Regions from separate parts of the Mus musculus genome. Here region 2 is linked to region 1. Evidence: chromatin contacts called from public HiChIP or PLAC-seq data. All regions are on one chromosome and are shown on one strand. Each heading gives the region's core, a stretch centred on a gene start, on an enhancer-like site or on the middle of the called end of the contact. The rest is flanking DNA. Distances are from core to core; before and after follow the strand shown. Region 1 holds the start of Sfmbt2 (Scm-like with four mbt domains 2). Region 2 has its middle 14 kb from the start of Gm10851.

Region 1 (5,887 bases), core at 2,171-4,670:
GTAAATTAGGTATAAAATATCCACCTTGGAGCTGGGGATATGGCTTAGTTGGTAGTGTGCTTGCCTAAGATGCAAAAGACCCTGGGTTTGATCACAAGGACCTCATTAAAATCAGATGTGGTGCTGTTTGCCAGCACTGATCATCCTTTGGTATATAAGTGAGCTTAAGGTTAGCCCAGGCTATAAGAAATCCTATCTCAAAGTAAAAGCCCCTCTTTTTTTCTCCTCAGAGAGTAGAGGAATACAAAGGGCCAGAAGCAGAAAGCGAGCATCTATATCTTTCCACTTAATAGTACTTACCAAATAATCTTAGTAATCTTTCTGGATTCCAGCTCTCAAAATGGCTGGACCTGAGCCTTCAGGACAGGGAACAAGTTTTCCAAGAGAAAACATTGTGAAGTATGATGTATGCGTCACTGTCATCCTCCGGTGTTCAAGCCAATAGCTGTGAAAATCCTAAGTGATCTTTGTCCGAAGGATTTTCAGACTGACACTCTATAAGCAAGCTCTTAGCTTTTTCAGCAAGTTGTCCCATGACTTTCTAGGAACCATGTACTTTTAAAACATTTCGTTTATGCTTGCCCCTTCTTTCTTTCTTTCTTTCTTTCTTTCTTTCTTTCTTTCTTTCTTTCTTTCTCTCTCTCTCTCTCTCTCTCTCTCTCTCTCTCTCTCTCTCTCTCTCCCTCCCTCCCTCCCTCCCTCCCTCCCTTCCTTCCCCCTTTTTCTTTTTTTAAAAACTCTTGTCAAAGGAAACAGAAATGTCTCCCCCCCCCCCCCCCCAAGACAGGGTTTCTCTGTATAGCCCTGGCTGTCCTAGAACTCACTCTGTTAACCAGGCTGGCCTCAAACTCAGAAATCCGCCTGTCTCTGCCTCCGGAGTGCTGGGATTAAAGGTGTGCGCCACCATACCCGGTTCAGAAATGTCTTGAAATCACACAAGTAGCCATAGCAGTAAGGAATCTCTAAAATTTCTACAAATATATGAGATTATATGCAAATATATGAGGTGGTTATATTTTGTGGACATCACTATAATGAATGCATTAATAATTCTTTATCTATGTGAGGATGCTCTCTGTCTCCAGGTATTTTTCAAAAATCACCTTCATGACTGGTACTCTCACCTCACCCCTGGACATGCTAGAGGCAAGGTAAAACTTACACAGTCATGGTAACAATAGGAGGGAAGTCCAGAAAGAAAGACATATGATCCAAAGAATAACTTCCCAGGATAGTCAGGTGAAGAAGAGCCTATAGATCTGTTCACTTGATTTTTCTTTTCTCTCTTTCTGTGGCCCCGGAGTTTATGCTTTGCCCAACTGTGTGGAACTGGTAGTGATAGTGTCAGAATATTACAGAAAGCAATTTGTGGCTATGGGGTAAAGCAGACCACTAGATAATCTTTGGAGTCATAAAAGACTTTTAGGAACATCCAACCCTAACCCGGTGTGTTTATTTTAACTACAGGGGGAAACGCAGTTAGAGAGAGAAGCCGCTGGACTCCCAGAGGTAACACAGATAAGTAATGATAAAGCAGGGACCAAGGTCTCTTGATTCCTAGTACTTTGGCCAAGAACTGTAATGTTGACAAAGGACTGAAAAAGGAGAGAGAGAGAGAGAGAGAGAAAGAGAGAGAGAGAGAGAGAGAGAGAGAGAGAGAGAGAGAGAGAGAGAGAGAGAGAGAGAGAGAAGAGGAGAGAATGTAGACTTGGTGAGTTAGAAGGCTAATAGAGTGTTCTCTTATGTGGTCTAAGAGGAAACAAGTTTTGGGGTAAAGGTCCTTGGAAAGAGAAGATTGCACACATTTGTCAAATATTGGTTTTGGCTGTTAGCTCTCCTGCTTGTATGTAAGCTTCCATGACCTGCATCTTTAAGAAATATTTAGATACAAAGAGTCTGTGGAAAGTGGATTCTTCCTTGCTTTTGAAGGAAATGAGCATGTAAAAAAAAATGACTACATGCGGCTCAACAAATACACAACACTTATTTATTACTTATAACGCAACAAGATTTAAACCACTACATGCCTCTAATATAAATATAAACACACAGTTTTTTTTTTTAACCTTGTAAGTTCTCATGACATGATTCTTAGGAATTTACAGAATATAAAGGAGAAACTTTTCCTCTGTGAACTTTTCTAATTTTTTTCTGTGACATTAGAGAAATGGAAGAGCATATACATATCTTACAGTTAACAAAACTAATTTAATTACTTTTTAACACAGTGGTGAAATGAATGGCTTAGCCAGAATTTAGGAATGCAAGAGCATATATAGTCAGTGCTATCAGAGACTTATTTGAAGGGAGATTTTTCAGAAAGTGTTAATTATTTTTTAGTGAATCACTTAGTACTATTAATCGTGAGACTGAACATGACTTCTCCTGAGTTGGAGTGCATTTTGTCTTTGGAAAGGCAGTCTCTGCTTTCTCTACTTCTTTATTTCTTGGCAGTGGTTACTGTTTTATTGATTTGGAGTGGGTCCCGCATTTGGAGTCACACATCCCTAAAGGGTCTGGTTGTGAAATGAAAGTGGAAATTAGACGGCATTGGAACGGGACGAAGGAGTACCTTTAACTTCGGAGGGAACCTGCTAGCCACTTTTCATTGCCTTTTGGGTGCCCTGGGATAAAAGTGGGAGGTGGGTTAAAAAGAAACAAAAAACAAAACAACAACAGCAGCAGGAGCAACGATCACAAAGAAAAGCCAAAGGACATAAGAAAAGCCATGTGCCAAGAGTGAATTAAAAGTAAAGGATATTGAACTTGGAGACCGTTTGCTGTAGACATCATTGGAGTAATTTGTGTAAACAGTGCGGCCACTACGTGCAGTGACAGCGCAATGTTTTTTATTTCTTAATCATGACAGGTAGATAGATAAATACACAAATGAATGAATGAATGAATGGGTGGGTGGAACTCCGCGCCATTTGCTATAGATCCTTGGGCAGAATTACATAATGTGGGTCTGAATATCAACCATATAGAGATTGCTTAATTACTTTGTCGAATCAGGTAAGATAATCAGGTGTGTGTTTAAAAATTTTGATGGAACAACGTTCAGTGGGCAATCGTAACTTTAAACCAGGAAATAGACCCGCAACCCTTACCGCGTTGGTAGGTTACAACTCAAGCCTCGTGGCTGGTGGACTGATAAAATTCTATTTCCTTCCAAAGGGGAGCTGCCCGGAAGTCCTGGTAGGGAAGCTGGGAGCTAGGTGGGCGGTCTAGGACGCACAAAGGAGTTCTGCTGCCTAAGGCGTCCAACGCAACCACAACCTGAGGCTTTGGAGAGTTGGGTTGGACAACCTAGTGTGAGTTGAGAGCTATTCCGGTCTAAGAGTGCTTTGCGCTTGGTTATTGGGGGGAGGAGGGAGGGAAGGGGGAAGGACAGGACCCTGACCACTCCCCTGGACGGAAGCGCAGGTTGGGTCTTGTGGGTCTAAGCCTCTAAAGGTGACTTTGAGCCTCTTTCCCACCTCTTTCTGAAGGATCAGCTGCGAGTTGAAGGAGTGAGAAGAGGTAAGTTGGGACTTTGAGACCTAAACCTGGACATACACTCTGGAATCCTCGGATTCTTCACCTGAGACCACCTTGGGTTAATAAAAGAAGCAGTTGCGGGTGTAGATGGGATGAATAATGTTCAGGGACGGGATTAATTTATTTTTGAGAAGTTTCTGCCGTCAGGAGTCTCCGACCTTAAGGATGATGAGCTCAAAAAATACATTGGTGTTCCTAAGAGTTGGACACCGGGAAGCTAGCTTCGGGAGTGGCAAACTCCGGCGGGTGATAAAAGTGTGAACCTCAGAGAATACTGATAAGCGAATGACTGGGGCCTTCAGGGTCTTAGATGGCTCTGTACTAAACGGAGGTGTATGGGCAAGGCGAGACGCTTTAGAGCTAAAGAATTCTCTAAAATGTGAAGGAAATATTCTCAGACTGGCAGGGCTCAGTCTTTTGTAACTTCCACCACGCTTTCCGAATCTCTGACTTTCGCCCACCATTCCCTCCCACCCCCCACCCCTGAGGCCCAATAATGGCGAGAGCCATTTCTGCGCTTCTCCCTTCTAGATTCTTCCAGATGACCTAAAGCCTCATAGTTGGTGATGTCTCCCGCGCAAAGTTAGCCTCTGGCCCCGTCACTCTATTGGCGGTTCCTAGCCCTCACCACTCCCTAGGGAACCACGTGTGGGAATTTCGCTGGGATGTTAGGATCAGGGAGGGTGACTAAAAATCTCAGTATGTAGTTGTTTTTTCGGAGAGTGGTGTAAGGGATAGGTGGGCAATAGAAGACTACGGAGTGGAAGATTTTTTTTTTTTTTTGAAGTCGGGGTTGTAAAGGCAAAGACCTTGAGCAATTGTGTCTTCTGTTTCCTAGTCGATAGAACCAGCTCTATATTCGCTCTACTGCTTCCCAGCTTCATAAACGGTGAGTTTTGTCTACCTGGGCATCTCCAGCTTTTCTGTATAGGGGACATTTCGTTTGTGTTCCGTACCACCATTGCGCCCAAGGCCCGGGAAGCTCATTAGCCCTTGCGCCACGCCCGTGAAAAAGTGCGGGTAGACCCCGCAGATCAGATTGGGCGGATCTTCCGCTCCATTCCTATAGATCATGAAGGACCTGGTTTTTCTTGATATGGGCCAGGGAAACCCCACCCTACGGGAACCTGTCCTGGCCAGGTGTCCCACCAGAAGCCCAGCGAGCTTCGTCACTCGCATTCCTGTAGATTGCAGCTGGTAGATCCCCGGCAGTCCAAACTTAACTCCCAGCATTTTTGGGTGTGGTACGGGCCCAAAGAAAACCTCTTCTTCTCTCCCCCAAGAACAGATTTTTTTTTTTTTGAGAGTCTTCATATAAAAGCACAATTAAAGTACAGGGTGGGGTAGACCAGACGGGACCTTCGATTTTGTTTTTAGGGTCCCCCATTCTCCTCACTTCAAAAACTCTTGGACGGGTAAAGCACGAGATTATGCTCTAGGTAGACCAGGGGATTGCAAACCTAGAAAACAAACAACAGCTGAGAAATTGGGGTGTGAGTCCAGTTGTCGGGGCAAATGGGTGTTCGGGTACGCTTGCGGTGTGAACTTTCTACGGATCACTTGTGGAGGGAGTTGAAGGAAAGGAGGGAAGGGAACCGCCCCAGGGGTCCTCGTGGCGAGGTCCGTGCTCACTGGGGGAGGTGTCTACCTATGCCTGGGCGGGGGGAGGGGGGAGAGGCGGGGGGAGGCGGGGGGGGGCGGTGGGCGGGGGGAGAGTGTCACCTTGTGGGCGGGAGAAGGAGTCTACCACGAAGAGCAGGCTAATTGGCTCGAGACATTTTGCGAGCATTGGAAAAAGGTCGTTGAAGGAGTTCGCTCTACAGAGAAAGAGAGAAATCTTAAAAAAGAGTGCCGGGCATGCGCATAGAGAGGATGCCATATTGGAATGAGGCTGTAGTGGGAGCTGGAGGACCCGAGCGGGCGCGCTAGGGAGGCGGCGGGTAGAGAGCGAGCGAGCAAGAGAGGGCGGGTGAGCCGGACCCGCGCCCACTCCGGTCGCCCCCGGGGGCCAGGTTCCACCATTCCTGGCAGGACAAACTTAATCAGGTAGGACGCCGCCCCAGACACGGTCCCCTCGTCCAACCCGGCCCGCGAGCAGATCTCTGGCCCGCAGGTTGAGTGTGCCGAAAGGCGTCTTTTTTTTTTTTTTTTTTTTTTTCCCAGTTTAGTTTTTTTTTTTTAAAGAAGGAAGCTCGAGCCAGTCTGGGTGGAGGGGGGAGGCGGGGGGTTGGGGAGGAAGGAGGAGAAAAACCGAAGCGCAGAGGCTGGAGAGGAAATGAGAAGCACTTGAGCGAAGCCTCTAACTCCTCTCTGCGCTCTGGGTTGTCATTTTTTCTCATTCCCCACC
Region 2 (5,887 bases), core at 1,579-4,078, 1.2 Mb after region 1:
AGGGTGAGGCTGCCTGGATTCATAGCTTGGGATACACAGCAAGATCCGGTCTCACACAAAACCACAAACCCTTCCATCTCAACATTCTAGAACTGAAACCTAAAAAAAAAAAAAAAAGACTGGGAAAGCCTTAAAGAAACACACAGGCAAGGGAAAGAAAAACAAGAAGAACAACCTTATATAAGTGTGTATTTGGGAGGCAGGCAAGGACAGTCCCTCTTCTGATCTCTTCTGGTCCCTCCTGGTCAGTTCTTCAGACAGATCTCAGCATCTGGGTTTTTTCTTAAACGTGAATATTGAGAGGTGGCTTTTTTGTTTATTGTTTGAGACACTGCCTCAATTGTATAGCTTTAGCTGGACTGTGTAGACCACACTGGCTTTAAACTCCCAGGGATCCACCTGTATCTGCCTCCCTAGTGCTCGGATTAAAGGTATGTGTCACCACACCTAGCTGTTTGCTTCTAAAACAGGGTGCAGTTCCCATCTGTCTGGTCTCAAACTCCCTAGAGAGTTAAGGATGATCTGAACACCTTGGCCTCTAGAGTCCTGGTATTATAGGCATGTACCACCGCTCCCAGGTCATGTAGCACCAGGGACGTCGGCCGTACCACCACTCCCAGGTCATTGTAGCACCAGGGAACCCATTGTAGCTCCCAGGGTTACCATTGTAGCCAGAACATGCATACAAGTTCTCTAGCAGCTGAGCTACCTCCCCAGCAAGATTCCATGTAATCTGTAAGCCCCTCTGCAGATCCCAATGGTCCCCTCTTCCCTTCAGTGTCACCTATGCCACCCCCCCCCGTTAAAATCAAGTCTCTCAAGCAGAGAAGATCTACTCTTCAGCGATGATGCCAGTCTTTGAGACGCCCACTGAGTCATGGTGGCTTCGTTTTAGCTACCTATAGCCTTCCACTCACTGAGATGCCGCTCTACTGGTTACCATGGATACCCATATTATACTTTTCCAGGCCCAAGAGTAAGAATGCAAAAGGTGTTCTCCCCAAGGGCCATCTAAGGCCAACATGACTTCAGGAACTCTAAAAACAAAAACAAAATACAAAAAAACAGCACTCATTACAGAGAAGCAACCAGGTGTGAATGCTGCCTTGGGTAAATCCTTCTAAGCAAAACACAAACAAAACCCACCAAACAAACAAAACTTTGATATCAAAGTTTCAGGATGGGTTCTTAGTCTGAGCTACATGAGGCCCTGACTCAAAAAGAAAAACACAGAAGGAAATTTTTATCTAAAACATTTAGCACCTCTGAAAGTTCGTGCTTCATTCTGCAGCCCAGGCTGGCCTGGAATTCATAGTTTGTAGCCTAGACTGCCCTTGACTCGTGGCAATCCTCCTGTTTCTGACTCTTGAAATAAGGGATATTAGTACCTACCCTGTAGGATAGTAGGGGCAGGGGCAGGCCTGTTTGTGTATTTGTGTGTGTACATCTTTTAAAGGCAAGATCTCACGTAGCCCAGCCTGGTCTCTAACTTGCTATGAAGCTAAGACTGGCCTTGAATTCCTGATCTCTTGACTACCTGCTAGGATTATACATATATACGATCATACCCAGATATCCCTAGGGTAATACCAAACCAAAACCCAGGGACCACAGAGCTGATGCAGACCAGCATCTCTCTCCTGACTTTTCAGGGAAGTAGACTCTGTGTTATCTTCTAGGTAATAAGTACTCAGGTCAAATTCATCCTTAAGACACAGCTCTGAGCCGGGCAGTGGTGGCGCACGCCTTTAATCCCAGCACTCGGGAGGCGGAGGCAGGCAGATTTCTGAGTTCGAGGCCAGCTTGGTCTACAAAGTGAGTTCCAGGACAGCCAGGGCTATACAGAGAAACCCTGTCTTGAAAAACCAAAAAAATAAAAATAAAAATAAAAAAATAAAAAAAAATAAGACACAGCTCTGCAGATCTAATCTGCTTTGAGGAGGGGAAGGGTTAGAAAGCTGGGGACAGGGTAGGAAACAATGAACAGCTGCTGATATCACGATGCCGTTGTATTTGTTAAACCCATAGTCAGGATCATACTTCCTGGTGAGGTGGAGATGGGACATCCTTCCTTAGTGCTGGGCAGTCCTTTTCCACCTGTACATAGAGCAGCAACACACCTTAAAGAGCGAACCTTCCAGACCAAATGATAAATCGACGCAGAACCCTGCAGACTATATCACTTTTTGCAAGGTCATCTACCTATCTATCATCTATCTATCTACCTATCTATCATCTATCTATCTATCTATCTATCTATCAGGATAAATTCTTTTATGGATACACAAAGGCTTGGGGTACGCAAGATGAAAACTGAGTTTTAGGCACCCATCTCTCTCTCCTGTGAATGTGAACTTCTAGCTCAATCTGATTCCTGGACAGAACCCTATAATTTTTCAGTAATGAATCTCAAATTTGGCTCCTATAAGTTTATATCCCCCGAGGCAAAAGCAAGACCAACACAACCTCCTGTTTACCCAGCCTTCCAAATACTAGCAGATCGAAATCATGAGCCTCTCCTATCCTGCCCTTATCTTGCATCCCCACTGCTTACAAGGAAGCCTCACATGACATTTCCACTCTCACCGGCTCAGCAACTCTTCCTGTCCTCTTAGCTAAGTGTTGTGTGTAGTCACAGATGCAATGCATTCTAGGTCCTATGAACTAAGATGGTAATGGGCAGCCTCAGGGGTTCTCAGAGCCTTACCCTAAAGCTAGCTTTGGCTTCCTCGTTTCTGGACCAAAGCGATCATCTAGATCGGAAGCATTCTTCTCACAGCAGCTTCCGTGAGTTATTTACACAAATGCCCAGCAGAACATCGCGTCCGTGATCAGGGGGGTTGGCATACTCTGCTGCCAAGCAATTGTACTACTGTCGAAGATTAAAAACACTCTGTGCTCTTAGGCAATCGCCCAAGTTCAAGGTTTCAAAATTTAAAAGAGAGAGAGAGAGAGAGAGAGAGAGAGAGAGAGAGAGAGAGAGAGAGAGAGAGAGAGAGAAAGGAAAAATAGATTTTTAAAATAGACCTGTCCTTGTAACTGTTTTTCTTTTGTGGGTTTGCAAGCCCACCCCGGCCGCACCCGCCTCTCGGTTCCTCTACAGTTATTTACAAAGCGTAGCGGCTCCCAGGCCTTCTTGGAAAATTCCCTTTGCCAGGAAGGCGACCCAGCGGGCCAGCAGAGGCGGGAAGCCCAGGGACTGCAAGCCCTCCACCCATGCCTGCGGTGCACAGACACGTGCGTGCGACAACTGGGAGCACAGACGGGCACGTGAACTCAGCGTGCCGTACAGTCCCGAGGGGAGGAGCGAGCGCTGACCAGCTCGTGGGCCGGCCGTGCGCCGCAGCCAATCTACGCAGACCTGCTTCTAGGCCACGCCCCTTTGTTGCCAGCTGCTGCGTCCCGAGCTGACCTCTTCAGGATGGTGAGACAGCGGGCAGTCTCTGCCCAGGCTGCGCGCAGTGCTACCCACCACTTTTCTGGGCGCGGATACAGTAGAGGATGCCGTCCCTATGTTCCTATAAGGGATCTCAGAGACAGGGTTCCTCCCCTACACTAGGTTGGGTTGTCGGGTTCTTCCGGGTCCTCTTCCCTGGTAACCACTTCAGGACATAAGCCTACCTTCTTCGTTGCTTCCACCCCCATAGCCACTCTCAGAAATCAGAGGCAGAAAAGAATGTTCCAGGGTTGACATTCAATCTACTGAAGTGTTTGGTTTGTTTTTTGTCTTCGGTTACTTTTCTGAACTAGACAAGTCTTTAATCCCAACATTCTAGAGGCAGAAGGTAGTGGATTTCTAGGAGTTTTAAGCCAGCCTGAGTTACATAATGAGTTCTGACAAGCCGGAGCTAGATGGTGAGACCTAATAAATAAATGAATAAATAAGTTAATGATTAATTTTTGGAAGCCAAACGTGGCAGTAGTCCACAACTGTAAGCACAGCGCTTGGAAGGCGGAGGCAGGAAGATCAGAATTTCGGGGTCATATTATAGTGAGTAAGGAGACAGTCTAGGCTACATAAGACTCCATCTCAAACGCCAGTTTCAAAATGTGAGGTTTCTTCATTTAAATTTTAGCGAACATACAAAATAATGGGTTTCATTGTAAAATTTTCTTACATATATGTCATTGTAGTTTGCTATTACTATTATCTTCATTTGGAGGGACGGATCTTGCTGTGTAGATCTTGCTGTTGCCCTCAAAACCAAGTTCCTCCTGCTTTAGCCTCTGTAGCCTCTTTAGCCTGGTGCTGGATTTCAGATGTGCACCTCCAAGCCCAGAAACAAAAAACAACTTTTTGGTTTTTTAAAGTAGTACGTGCTCATTGGGCAATGACGAAAAGATACCAAAAAAAACTATGTTTTTTGTTTGTTTTAAAACTAGTATATGTTCATTGGGCAATGGTTAAAAGAACATCAAATAACTGTGGTGGTATTTCCTTCTAAATTTCCATATATTTGAGATACTTTATAATGCCCCAGGAGCTCTGGTATTTGACCTCACTGATTGCCCTTTACAAAATGTCATTGCTTCTGGTGGTCATCAGATGTTATCATTAAGAATTTTACTTTTCTAATTAAAATAAACAGACTCTGGTCATGGTGGCTAGGCTAGCCTTGAGCATACAAGTAATCCTCCTGCCTCAGACTTCCAACTTCTGAGAGACAAGTTTGGAAGAAAATATCACCAGGAATATCTGATGTTATTTCAACCATTGCAGATTTAAAATTATTTGGAGGACAGCATCTTTTATGTTTATCAGATGCCTGACACAGCCTCATAGACACAGAAATAAGTACCATTGCCAACAAAAGTCAGACTAGCCTGGAACTTACTATGTAGCCCAGGCAGGCTTTGAACTTACAGAAACCCTCCTGCTTCATCTTCTCAATTGCTAAGATTACAGGCATTAGCCACCATATCCAAATCACACAGCATGATTTTTAATTTTGTGTGTGTGTGTTTTATATAAAGGCTGCTCTGATGATATTAATTCTCAACTCCACCAGAGGTGTAGGCTGGCATGGAACTCATGACTTTTCTTCTACCTCTGCATCTTCAGCACCAAAACTTGGGAAATGTTCTTATTTAAATATGGGGACAGAACTCATGTGCCTAAAGGCACACATGGAGGTCAGAGGACATCTTTCTGGAGTCCATTCTCTCCTACTGTGGGAGTGTCTGGGGTCCCACTCAGGTCATCATGCTTAGCAGTGAGTGCCTTTACCCACAGAACTGCCTCACCAGCCTACAGCCTGGTTTTTAAAAGGTCTAGTTAGTCATTCAGTTTTTCTAACAGAAGCCAGGAAGAAGTACACAGCCATAGAACCTTCAAAAAGGACTGTCTCCTTGCTCAGTAAAGTTACTTGTTTGCTAACACTGAGGTATAGCAACATTGTGCCACTGTGTTGCTACTGAGGAACATTCATTGTGAAGTGAGCACTTGGGAGTGTTATAAGGTTAGAGACTAAGTTGGTTTCCTATACAGCAGTAGCAACTATGTGACCTTTTGCTCAGTTAAATGATCTAGTGAAGAAGTTTCATATAAACCAGCATCTAACAAAAACATGATCTCAGCTAGAAATGGATTCCCTCTGGCACTCTCCAGTGACAGAATCTAAGTCACAGGAAATGGCACGAGACCAGCATGCCAGACTCTTGGTAGAATGCACACTGACTTGTGTTTAAGAGGATTATTTTGCTATTGTTGTTGTTTGAAACAGGGTCTCACTGTGGATCTCTGACTGGCCTAGAACTCTCTATGGAACCCAGGCTATTCTTGAACTCCTGGAGATCTGTTTTTAAAGATGTGATGCTATGCCCAGGCACTATAAGGGGACTATAGAACCACAACAAATTGATAAAATTCTTCTTTTGATTTGTTATT

The links. HiChIP or PLAC-seq counts read pairs in DNA pulled down with a chosen protein or histone mark.
Region 2: a contact with region 1 is called in an H3K27ac HiChIP or PLAC-seq map of embryonic stem cells, with 4 times the contacts expected there. The contact joins the enhancer-like site here to the promoter of Sfmbt2 in region 1. A contact is called at or near these places in 1 of 39 promoter capture datasets (hippocampal neurons), 2 of 484 Hi-C or Micro-C datasets (cortical neurons and embryonic stem cells), 8 of 115 datasets of contacts at active chromatin or transcription factors (astrocytes, embryonic forebrain, embryonic stem cells and 2 more) and 1 of 9 other capture datasets (embryonic stem cells).

The regions. Positions count from the first base shown.
Region 1 is chr2:10,367,031-10,372,917 of GRCm38.p6, forward strand. Sfmbt2 (Scm-like with four mbt domains 2) reads left to right here and starts at 3,421. Exons shown (of 23, transcript NM_001198808.1): 1 at 3,421-3,522.
Region 2 is chr2:11,532,278-11,538,164 of GRCm38.p6, forward strand. It overlaps a transcript of Pfkfb3 not described here. Among named protein-coding and RNA genes, the nearest start is that of Gm10851, 14 kb to the left of the region's middle. Within about 2 kb of position 2,829, at least 339 of the 459 cell types and tissues checked have an H3K27ac peak or open chromatin away from gene starts, as enhancers often do. A contact at or near this core is called in cortical neurons, embryonic stem cells, forebrain and 1 more, where this site is marked.